Linked DNA regions of Mus musculus: region 2 is linked to region 1. Evidence: chromatin contacts called from public HiChIP or PLAC-seq data. All regions are on one chromosome and are shown on one strand. Each heading gives the region's core, a stretch centred on a gene start, on an enhancer-like site or on the middle of the called end of the contact. The rest is flanking DNA. Distances are from core to core; before and after follow the strand shown.

What was found. HiChIP or PLAC-seq counts read pairs in DNA pulled down with a chosen protein or histone mark.
Region 2: a contact with region 1 is called in an H3K4me3 HiChIP or PLAC-seq map of bone marrow-derived macrophages, with 4 times the contacts expected there. The contact joins the enhancer-like site here to the promoter of Maml2 in region 1. A contact is called at or near these places in 1 of 39 promoter capture datasets (neural stem cells), 1 of 15 datasets of contacts at CTCF or cohesin (CD8 T cells), 10 of 484 Hi-C or Micro-C datasets (CD8 T cells, the G1E-ER4 cell line, LSK cells and 6 more), 21 of 115 datasets of contacts at active chromatin or transcription factors (the 230-238 cell line, CD8 T cells, the HPC-7 cell line and 16 more) and 2 of 9 other capture datasets (adipose tissue and liver).

The regions. Positions count from the first base shown.
Region 1 is chr9:13,295,293-13,300,459 of GRCm38.p6, forward strand. It overlaps Maml2 (mastermind like transcriptional coactivator 2), which reads left to right and starts at 2,666. Exons shown (of 5, transcript NM_001013813.3): 1 at 2,666-3,269. The coding sequence starts at 2,772.
Region 2 is chr9:13,543,672-13,548,838 of GRCm38.p6, forward strand. All of the region lies in intron 1 of Maml2 (mastermind like transcriptional coactivator 2), which reads left to right. Among named protein-coding and RNA genes, the nearest start is that of Gm51666, 64 kb to the right of the region's middle. Within about 2 kb of position 2,275, at least 26 of the 459 cell types and tissues checked have an H3K27ac peak or open chromatin away from gene starts, as enhancers often do. A contact at or near this core is called in the HPC-7 cell line, bone marrow-derived macrophages and microglia, where this site is marked.

The DNA of each region.
Region 1 (5,167 bases), core at 1,416-3,915:
AAAAGCCTTCACTTTTGAATAATTCCTGATGACTCTGTTTCTATTTTTCTTCTCTAACAAATATGGCTCCTTTCTCCACGTGAATGGAGAGGAACTTGGCCTTGAAGAACACAGAGAGAAGGATGTTTCAGAAAAAAAAGGCTAATGTTGTACAGACTGGAGTAGTTGATTCAAAAACAATCCGAGATATTGCAGAATGGAATTATTTAAACAGAGCTAACATGATAGATTAGGGGAAATTTGGGATTAAAGATATTCAACTGGTTAAATCTAAGTCAATAACCCCAAATCCAAAACCCCTGAAATCTGAAATACTTTGAATTCCAAGCATTTTGGATGAGACAAACCCTGTCCTGTCTGAGTGTGCCTGTCTCCATTTCCAACTTAACATCCTGGGGCTTGTGAAAGTGGGCTAAAGTTGGCCAGCCCCCGGGAGATGGAACTGTGGATGAATCCAGGCTTGAGATACATTATTTTTATTTGCTTCTACCCATAGTTCACGTTTGAAGCAGGATCATACTGCTGAAATTCTAGAGTCGCTTAAGTAAATGAAGCTTTGTGTCTGGAAACGTCAGATCCAAATGACTTATAAACTACAGCACTTGAGTTTTTGGTGGTTCTGGCTTCTAATACTATGCCCATCTTAATTTATTCCCTGTAATCGATAAGTACACACTGATTTGTCCAATCTACTTGAGTATTTTACAAGCCACACTATATGAAGATAAGAAATCAAAACCTTTTTTTTTTTGTTGTTATGAATGTTCTTGAAATCATGTGGCATATTATATTTGCCAAGCAGACAGCTACTGACAATACACCTTGTATTTGGTGAATTTTCAAAGGAAAACGATTTTTTTCCTTTCTCAAGATAAGGACAATATCAGCCTCATAAAACGTTTATTTATCCGTGATGATTTATTTGCTCATCAGCTCAAGCCTGTTGCCCAAACTCACTGACTTCCACCAATGGGTCCCCGTAGGAGACAGTGGTGGGCTTCCCTCTCTGCACCTCACAGCACTCACTCACCAACTTCCTCACTGTGCTAATGAGCTTTTCCTCCGTGCTCACCCAGCTCTTGTTGGGGGTGCTCAGTGGTGTCGTTACAGCTTATTGAAAACCGAAAATCATGTCCTCAGGAGGGCTGACTGCGGGCCTGGAAGGGGAAAATACAGTGCCTGTCTGGGAGTTTCTTCAGCATTGAGAGATGCTCAAACCCTTAGGAGGAGACTGGGGAATTTCCCCAGTCTTCCCCCCCATCGCAGCACCCAGGCAGAGGCTGAGCCTAGAGTTGGCGGTAGAGAGATGCCTCTTCAGCCACTGGGAGGCCTCTGCACTCCGTTCCCCGGCGCCTGGCTGCGATTACTCACTGGAGCAGCGGCACCAGCCTTCCACCAGGGAGCCCGAGCTCCCGCCCTCCTCCCCCATCTGCAGCCTGCTGGCTCCCTCTCTCTCTCTGTCTCACTCTCTCTCTCCCTCTCTCTCTCTTTCTCTCCCTCTCGTATCGCAGCACAATGAAAGCCTGTGTTTCGCCGTGAGTCCGAGGAGCGGGAGTCGGTGTCAGGAAAGCGCTCGGAACAGACCTGAAAGAGAAAGGAAAATACAAGCGACTTTTTTCTTCTCTCCCCCCCCCCCACCCGCCCCATCTATAAAGCGAAGCATTACAAGAGATAGAGCCACATTGCCTTTGGGAGTCCAGACCCTCTGAGCCACTGGCCGGGCATGGAATATACAAAACTGGACAGAAAAGTGGCTGGACATGACTCGGTGCAATTTGCTGGAAGTTTGTAAGTTTGACCATCGTTTGTAAATTACTCTCAGAAGACTTTGTCTGTCTTGATACTGTATTAGAATAGAAGTGGGGAGGGGGAGAGGAATAAAAACGTAAGTGGGAAAGGGGGAAATGTGTTGAAGGAGCTCAGTAGCCAGCCACTTCAGACTGCTTTCATTTAAGACTAAGAAACCTAAGAGGGAATCGGGACTTTTGCCGGTGATTGGATTAGCTTGAAGAAAAGAGCATGGTTCTGAAGTCCAATTACTGACGTTGTTAAGACTGAAAAGCTGTCTTCTTTGGGGAGAGGACTACATCCTTCTGTCCCCCCACCCCGAGGAGAAAACACCAACACCGGAGGGAGAGGAAGGGACGGAGAAACCAACATAGTCTTCTCTGATTTCGCACAGTTTGAACATGACTTCGGGAGCCTTGGGAAACAGTCCTGTTGTTTGTTTTTTAACCTGAGGAAAAGTGAAGGCTGCCGGTTCCACAGCCCCCAGGAGAAATGTGTTTCTCTGCAGAAATACCCCTATAAATAATTTCCCGAAGCAGCTAGGTGAGGGGGAGCCCGGATCTCTAGTAATGACTCTATTGATTCCTTTTGCTACGTGCTTCTGCCTCTTCCTTGACAATCCCTGAATTCTTGAACTGTCCCCTAGACTTTGTGTTTACAAAGTACCTAGAGGCTCTTGTCAGCCTGGTGGGGGAGAAAAAAAAATCTACCAACTCCGTCCAACTTCTCCTGAGCTGTCAAATGCAATTAGAGTAAGTTGATCAGGGTTTGTTTCCAACTTCCTCTCTCCAATTGGTTTCTAATCTTTCTCCCCTCCCTCTTGTTACTCGCTCCCCTCCCCCACACCCTCTTCACTGTCTCCCCACCCTCTGGAGACCTCTATTCATGTGCCCTGAACACTGAAACCAGCTTTGCCTGCAATAGCCAGCACCAGCCTCTTGCACCTCACCATCCCAGAGGCAGTAATCATTGTGTCCAACAAGATGGGGGACACAGCGCCCCCGCAGGCCCCCGCAGGAGGGTTGGGAGGGGCTTCTGGGGCGGGGCTCCTTGGAGGGGGCTCAGTCACCCCGAGAGTGCACAGTGCTATTGTGGAACGCCTGCGGGCTCGCATTGCTGTCTGCCGACAGCACCACCTGAGCTGTGAAGGACGCTATGAACGTGGTAGGGCTGAGAGCTCAGACCGAGAGAGGGAGAGCACCATGCAGCTTCTCAGCCTGGTGCAGCATGGTCAGGGGGCAAGGAAGGCTAGCAAACATGCTAAGGCTACAGTCGCGACTGCCACTACCACAGCTCCTCCACCGCCCCCTACTGCCCCTCCTGTGGCCTCCCAAGCGGCAGCCACGGCCCCACCACCTCCACCAGACTATCACCATCACCATCAGCAGCACCGGCTGACCAGTAATGATAACGGTGGGATAAACCGAGAGCAGCCGCCAGCTTCGACCCCGGGGGACCAGCGGAACTCAGCCCTGCTTGCGGTAAGGCACCTGTTTTTCTCCTATGATTCTGGCTGTAGTCATGTGGCCTTTTGCGAAAGTGGTGGCTGTCTTGGCCTCGAATGGAATGGATGGCCATGAAGAAGCCAAGATACCAGTCCCTCAAAAGTTGCTGGGTATGTGTGTGTCGTTGTAAGCTCTCATTCTTAAAGCTACCCGTGCTCATTGTCACTGGACTACACCCAAAGGGTGAAGAGGTAAGAGCCTGGGTTCTCCAGAGGCTCAGAGTCCACAGTTTGTGAAAGAAGACCTTACAGCTGAAAAACCCTTGAGAACCCTCTGCTTTAGCATATTGACTCTGATTAGGCCCAACAAGACATTCTTTACTTGACAGGAACTTAGCTCAGTTGACCTTGTTCATCTTGCCCCATCCTCCTTCCCCTTCTTGTGACCTTCCTCTGGAGTTAAGGGGTGTCTGTGATTGACTATTACTTAACAGTGTCCCCAGAGTTTTAAACAAACATATGGGGAAATACCTCACAGACTACTACAGGAGTGCTTGGGAAGAGGACTACCAGGGTCCTCACAGGCCCCCCCATCCCAGGCCCCAATTCAGTCTTTATTTTGGATCCTCAAATTGAGCACTCACGGAAGCACTGGGGGCTGGTTACTGCGGTTCTAGGAGGCACCATGTCGTCTTCAATCCCTCCTGGTAACAGCACACCAAACCCTAAAGCCTGAGTAAGTTTCTGACTGGAAGTGTTTTCTCAGAGGCTCAGGCAACACCCCCACGCACACATACAGACCCCACAGAGCTTTGAGTCATCATCTTGGTCAGGTGACCCACTGCTGTGGTGTTCCGGCTTCTTCCAAACCGCTAAGCCATTAGCCTTTCCATAGAAGTGGGAAGTCAAGCCCACATGCTTCTCCTGCTAAGCTCCCGAAGTTCTCTGACTGTTCATGGGACAACTGCTGTCTGCCTAAGCCAAGCCTAATGAAAGGCACAGACAGAGAATGGCCATGGGAGCCCCCAAACATTCAGAAAGCCCCAAGGAAGCATGGCACTAAGAAGTTCCTGAAGGAGGAGAAGGCCTGTTCCAGCCAGCCCACGACTTCTTCCTGGCTGCTCTTTCCCATGTCTTTCATCTGCGGTGATTCCCATGGCTCCCAGAAAGCTCTGGGGACTGAGACCGCCGCTCTTCTTCCCCAGAGGGTAAACGTTTTTCTTGGGCTACCTAGAGCTGTGAATCCGAACCCCCAGGTCCAGATGAAAACTACCTATCCATAATTACACTGGCCTGGGCTTTATCCCCGAATGAAACTATTCAGTTTATACTGGAGTTTCTAGGCCTATCTTCCTCTCTTTCCCACCTGCTCCATCCTCACTTCTCCCTGGAATTCCCAGCTAAGGGGAAGTTTGTCTTCTGGAAGAGAGATGCTGGGGAGAAAAGCAGGGGTGGAGTGAGGTTTGTGTTCATGTGCGTGTTACCAGCATCTGCAGCCAAAAGGGACTCAATGCCTTGATTGTCCCCAGTAAATTTATAATCTGTCTGCAAGTCTCCCGATAATGTGGCTTTGTGTGCTTCAGAGTCTCCTGGTGAGTGCTTCTGGGGATGACACTGAGAGCCAGGAGCCCCGGCCAAGCCCAGAGGGAAAGCATGATCTCTGCCCTGGATGCCAGGCCTAGAGAAGCCTACACATGGACTTTTCCTGTGTCTTTCCCTTCCAGCCCCAGCAAGGAAGGTGGCATTTCCCCCAAGGCCCTCCTTGGTTTTTGCTTCTGTCCAATTGGGAGGAAAGTTGGTAAGGTTCTCTTCTGCTGGAGTGTTACCAGATGCAAAAATGAAACCAACTTCAGTGGTTCTTGTAACTTTAAGTAGCCCTGCCCTCAGACATCGGAAAGGGAGGCAATGGTGTCTGGCCTTGCTCCACTAAACAGT
Region 2 (5,167 bases), core at 1,025-3,524, 250 kb after region 1:
TAATCAAATTCAGGCATATGTGCAGCCCAGAGTCCTGTAAAGATAATCGTTCCTTTGGACAACAGCTATTAAAAGTGGGTTCTTTGTTCGGAACAGTGTTAGAGTTCCATGCAGAATTATGGGTTGTCTGTTGTAAGAGAGGCCCATTGGTCTTGCAAACTTTATATGCCTCAGTACAGGGGAACTCGAGGGCCAAGAAGTGGGAGTGGATGGGTAGGGGAGTGGGGGAAGGGGATGGGGGAGTTTTGGGATAGCATTGGAAATGTAAATGAAGAAAATACCTAATTAAAAAAAAAAAGAAATTGTCTTGCTTAGAAATTCCTCCATCCTCCTGCTCTCTTCTTAAAACCTAATCTATATTAGAGTTCACAGAAAAACTGGGTACCACACACCACAGAGAGGCACACGGGACAATTAACACTTACCTCTCGGAACACTGGTGGTAATTAATAAGAAACCACTACAACGGGCTGTGTTTTTATGTTTCCCACAATCAGACGTGACTAAAGCTGGCTTCTTGTCTCCTTGTATTCGTGGCTGTGGGGGGCACCTGGAACCACTGGCTGCTGGCCTCCACATCTCCCTTCACAGGGAAAGCACTCCTGCAGCCATTTGCCTAACATTCCCGAGGGCCTCAGATGTTTCTCAGACGCTGATGACTCACTGCATAGTAAGGTCATCCCTGAAAACTCACGGAGATAAATTTCACTTTTCAGACCAAAAGTGTTTATCCCGCCACTGACTCTGCCTTCTGACCCATGTCAGGGTGGCTTCACAGAGGTGGCCATTCACTTTGTCGGGTCACTTTTTCTTGATTCTGCTCCACAGGCATAAAAATCACCCCACTGATGGGAAAACTGCCCTTATAGTGGCAGCGACCTCTGAGTATCCCGAGTCCAGCGGTGTGTCTTTAATCCCCTCTAACCCTGTCTGGGAGAGCTGCACAGGCCCACCAGTGTCTCCCATTGGTCTTCTAAGCACCTTGAATGTTTGCCTGTAATTTCTGCATGCTTTGATGTTCTAGCCTAGCACGTCAGCAAAAAGAGAAAAAATGAAAAATCCCCATAAAAGATGGCTAATTTAATAGTATCATTTATTTTTCTTTAATTTGGAGCAATTGCAACTGTGGGCCTCAACAGCATTTCGAATTGCATACCAGATGAGGCTCTTACTTAAACACAAAGAAATGGACACACACAGACAGACACACCATACTCAACAAAACAGAAAGAAAGACACATACCCATGTGCATACATATAGACAGACAGTCACAAACACACACACAAATGAAGCTAACATCTCAGAGTATTTGGTTTTCCCTACTTCCTTTAACACAAGGGCAGTAACTATTCCCAAATAATGTTTCCTATCTTAAATATTCTTTGCTCTTTCATCCCTTATTCCTTTGTTGTTCCATGAATATACTTTTGAAGAAATGGGCTTTGGGTTACTGATAATTTCAGAATAAATGTGTCCACTGAATGCAAAGATATTCAAAGGTAATAGAAATGGACCCCACAACCTGGATGCTCCTTTCTAAAAGAGCATGTATTATTTCTAAGTTTATTTTATGGCCTAGGAAGCCTCAGGTCCAAATTAAAACCTAGCTCCATACATTGTCAGAACTTGGGGATTAAGCATCGACACATCTTGTAGTTGAAGCAGTGACCTGTCACCTGTATGGCTGTCTTCAAATACTCCTAATGATATTTTGGAGGAAAAAAAAAAGTCCCTCATTACCACATGAGTTGGGAGAAAAAAATGAACTCACAGATCACCAGCATCTCTGCTCCTCTCCCCATGTCATCCCTGTCCTGTTGGGATGCGGTTCAGTTCCCAGGAGACTGGAATGCCCCTGAAAATTGACAGTCACATTCTATTATAACATATTTTCCCCATTTAATAACATGGCCTAGGTAATGACTCATAACCCTCAAAGGACCTCCTGCCACTGACAGCTGAACTCAAGTAATTGAGAGCACCATGCAATTTGGCAGTGACTGCACCTTTATGGTTGGATCAAGCATTAAAGCAACAGTATATCTGGATAGGCTTTCAGTAAAGTGACAGCCTCGTGATGCGTTTCTGAATCCGTTTTACATGTGTAACTCTGGTGTCCCCAGATTGTGTAGCCTAGAATAGGGCTATGAGTGCTTACTCTATTCCATTGTAAATCTATTACAGATAGGGACATTTCCTCTTTCTCATCTCTGTCATTTCAGTGTCGGGATTATAGAATGTAACCTTGGCATAGAGTGTGCTCAGTCATCATTTTCTCTTCCTCTTCCTATGTCGGTTGGGTATACAGACTTTGACAGGAACCACCACCTATCAACATCAGGACAACCACATTCTCTAACAGCCGTGTAAGCCCTGTGTGTATTAACATGACTTATTTACTCATGCAGCCTCAATGTGTATAGCTGCTTCCTTCCTACTCCCTGATGGTTTCAGTTAGGACTTCTTGAGACATTTCCACAAATGTCCACATCCATCCTTCTCATGAACACAGCTCATATAGCTAGAGTCGGCCTCACTTTTGACTTCTCACTGGCATCCTCAGAGAATCACAGCTTGTTCTGGGACTCTCAGAAGCCTGTACTCTATCTCAAGAGCGTCCCTCCTCCTCACCATTATCAGCACTTCAGCATACAAATACAACCTGGTACTTTAGCCCCTTTTCAGCTTTAAGACATGTCTCCTACATCACTAGGACTGTGCATGTGTGTGTTCATGTTTGTGTTCATGTGTGTGTGTTCATGTTTGTGTTCATGTGTGTGCGTTCATGAGTGCTTCTATTGAAGCATGCGCACATGCACACAGTGCATGCAAAGTCTAGAGATCCATATCCGATGTCTTATCAATCAAACTCCAGTTTGTTTTCTGGCCCCACTAATTCTGCTGCACTGGTTGGCCTGAGATGCTCCAGTGATCCTTGTGTCTCCCCTCCCCAGCTCTGGATTACACATATTCTGCTAGCCCCATATGCTTACACATGTACTGGGATCAAGCTCAGGTCCTCACACTTGAGCAGCAAACACTTCAACAACTGAGTCACATCCTTATTGCCTCAAGGCTAACTTTGTTCCTTGGCATGTCTATATATATATATATATATATATATATATATATATATGCCGCATGCATCTGGTATATTTCAATAAGCATTCAGTAATTAATAGTATAGTCATTTCTGAATTAAACCTTGAATATGTAATTCCATCAATCAGAGTTATAGCACATATTAAGCTATCACCTGTGTGGGGTCATCATGGAGGCAAGCAAAGGGCAGTTTTCCAGGAAGTTGAACTTGGCTTCAAGTCCAAGCTTTGACATGTTGTGTGACAGATCTTTCTTGGGCAGTTGCAATAACCACAAATCTACTCATGCCCAAAATGGAACCCATGTCAGACCAAAGTAACACTTGCAGCAATATCCAAGCTGCCAAGCCAATGAGGTTTTGCTGCAGTTGCTGCCAGGAGCAAAGGTGATGACTGATCAGGACTAACTCAAAGGCAGCTGTAAGAGCAGAAAGCCCACCCCAAAATGCGTAACAACTCCCCTAAAATTGCAGCCCTGAAGTTCCCTACAGTTTGCAGACAGATCCACAGTCCCAATATCTCTCTTTCTGCAGAGTGGCTGCTCGGAGTCTTCACTCCAGCTATTGTTTTCTCCCTTCTATTCTGTTGGGAGAGGGCCTCGAGAATCTTCTAAGCTTTCTTCCCAAATAAGTGAGTGACTTTGTACACCTCTCATTTACCACCCAAGGCTCCTGATACCCCTCTTTCCTGGTTCAAATGTTTCCATTTGGAGAGAGTGTTGTGACTGGGAGGTACACGCCACACCAGAGCATTGACTCCTCTGTCTTTAGGTGATGGCTCTTCATATCAAAACCTCATCTCCATCAGTGAAATTTCAGTTTTCCCAAAGCTTTCTCACAGGGTAGGAATAAGGATTAAAGTTGGTGCCACCTGTAACTGTATATAAATTGTGGTTTAGCACTGTGCTGGGGCTGGGGTGTGTGTGGCTCAATGTATAAAAAAAAAAACTTGCTGCTTGGGTATAAAGATCTGAGTTCCGATTTGAAAGGAGTAGCCACGTCTATAACCCCAGCACTTTAAAGCAAGGTGGGAGGCAGAAACAGGTGAGTACCAGAGAGCATGCAGGGCAGCTAGCCTGGCATGCGAGAACAAATGACAATAGACCTTTCCTCAAACAGGGTGGAAAGTGAAGACCAGCACTCAGGGTTGTCCCCTGGCACGTGTCCTGGCATGTACATGCACACATTCACACATACAAGTATATACATGCACACAAAATATTATGAAAATGAGGCACATCACTTTTCCTATGTCCCCTTCTCCTATGGAAGGCGAGATGAATTGAGACAGCCTGCATTCTTTTGTTAACAGTGTGTGGAACTTGCACAATGTAGAACACAAATCTCAGCATGAGAAATGGGCTTCTGGTTCCCCTGGTGCAGTTGGGGCCACTGCTACTGGTGTGGAGGGAAATGAGGGTAAAGCCGAGTCTCCCCTGAGTCTCTGAGTCTCAGGCAAAGTCTGCACTCTGCTTCTGCAGGCATGGGCTGCTATTGTAGTTTGTTTTGCCTGCCATGAAAAAAAAAGAAAAAATGAAAACAAAAACAAAAACAATTCAAATACAGCCAGAGACATTTTTGCTGGCTTGTTTTTAACTTCCAGAACAAAGTTTAATTTAGATTCCATTTCCCCTGATGAGGAAGAGCATCCCTGGCTAGAGGAAAACCTGACACTCCTTTATTCTTGCAAGGATGCTAAAAATTTTTCTGGGTCACAAAACAAGCAGGGGAGGGAGAAATGAAGGTGCATGCAAGACTCATAAAATAAGCATTCCCCCGTGGTAGTTATTAGAGGGCTCGCATTAAGAACATGTCAGCCCCGGGAGCTTGAGCCATATTTCCCCTCAGTTTTCTTTGTTCCTTTGTTCAGGCTTGCTTGTATAACATTCTAGAAAGATCTGCTTTGCCCCATGTTTTCCAAAGTGCTTGGAAGTGCTGATTAGCGATTATCAAGCAGCACTCATTGTAGGGTTTGGAAAGCCACTAATAAATATTACTCTATCCAAAGGCTTAACCAAGATGTCTCCTAAAACAAATCCCCCTGTCAGAAAGAAGCAGTAGCAAGA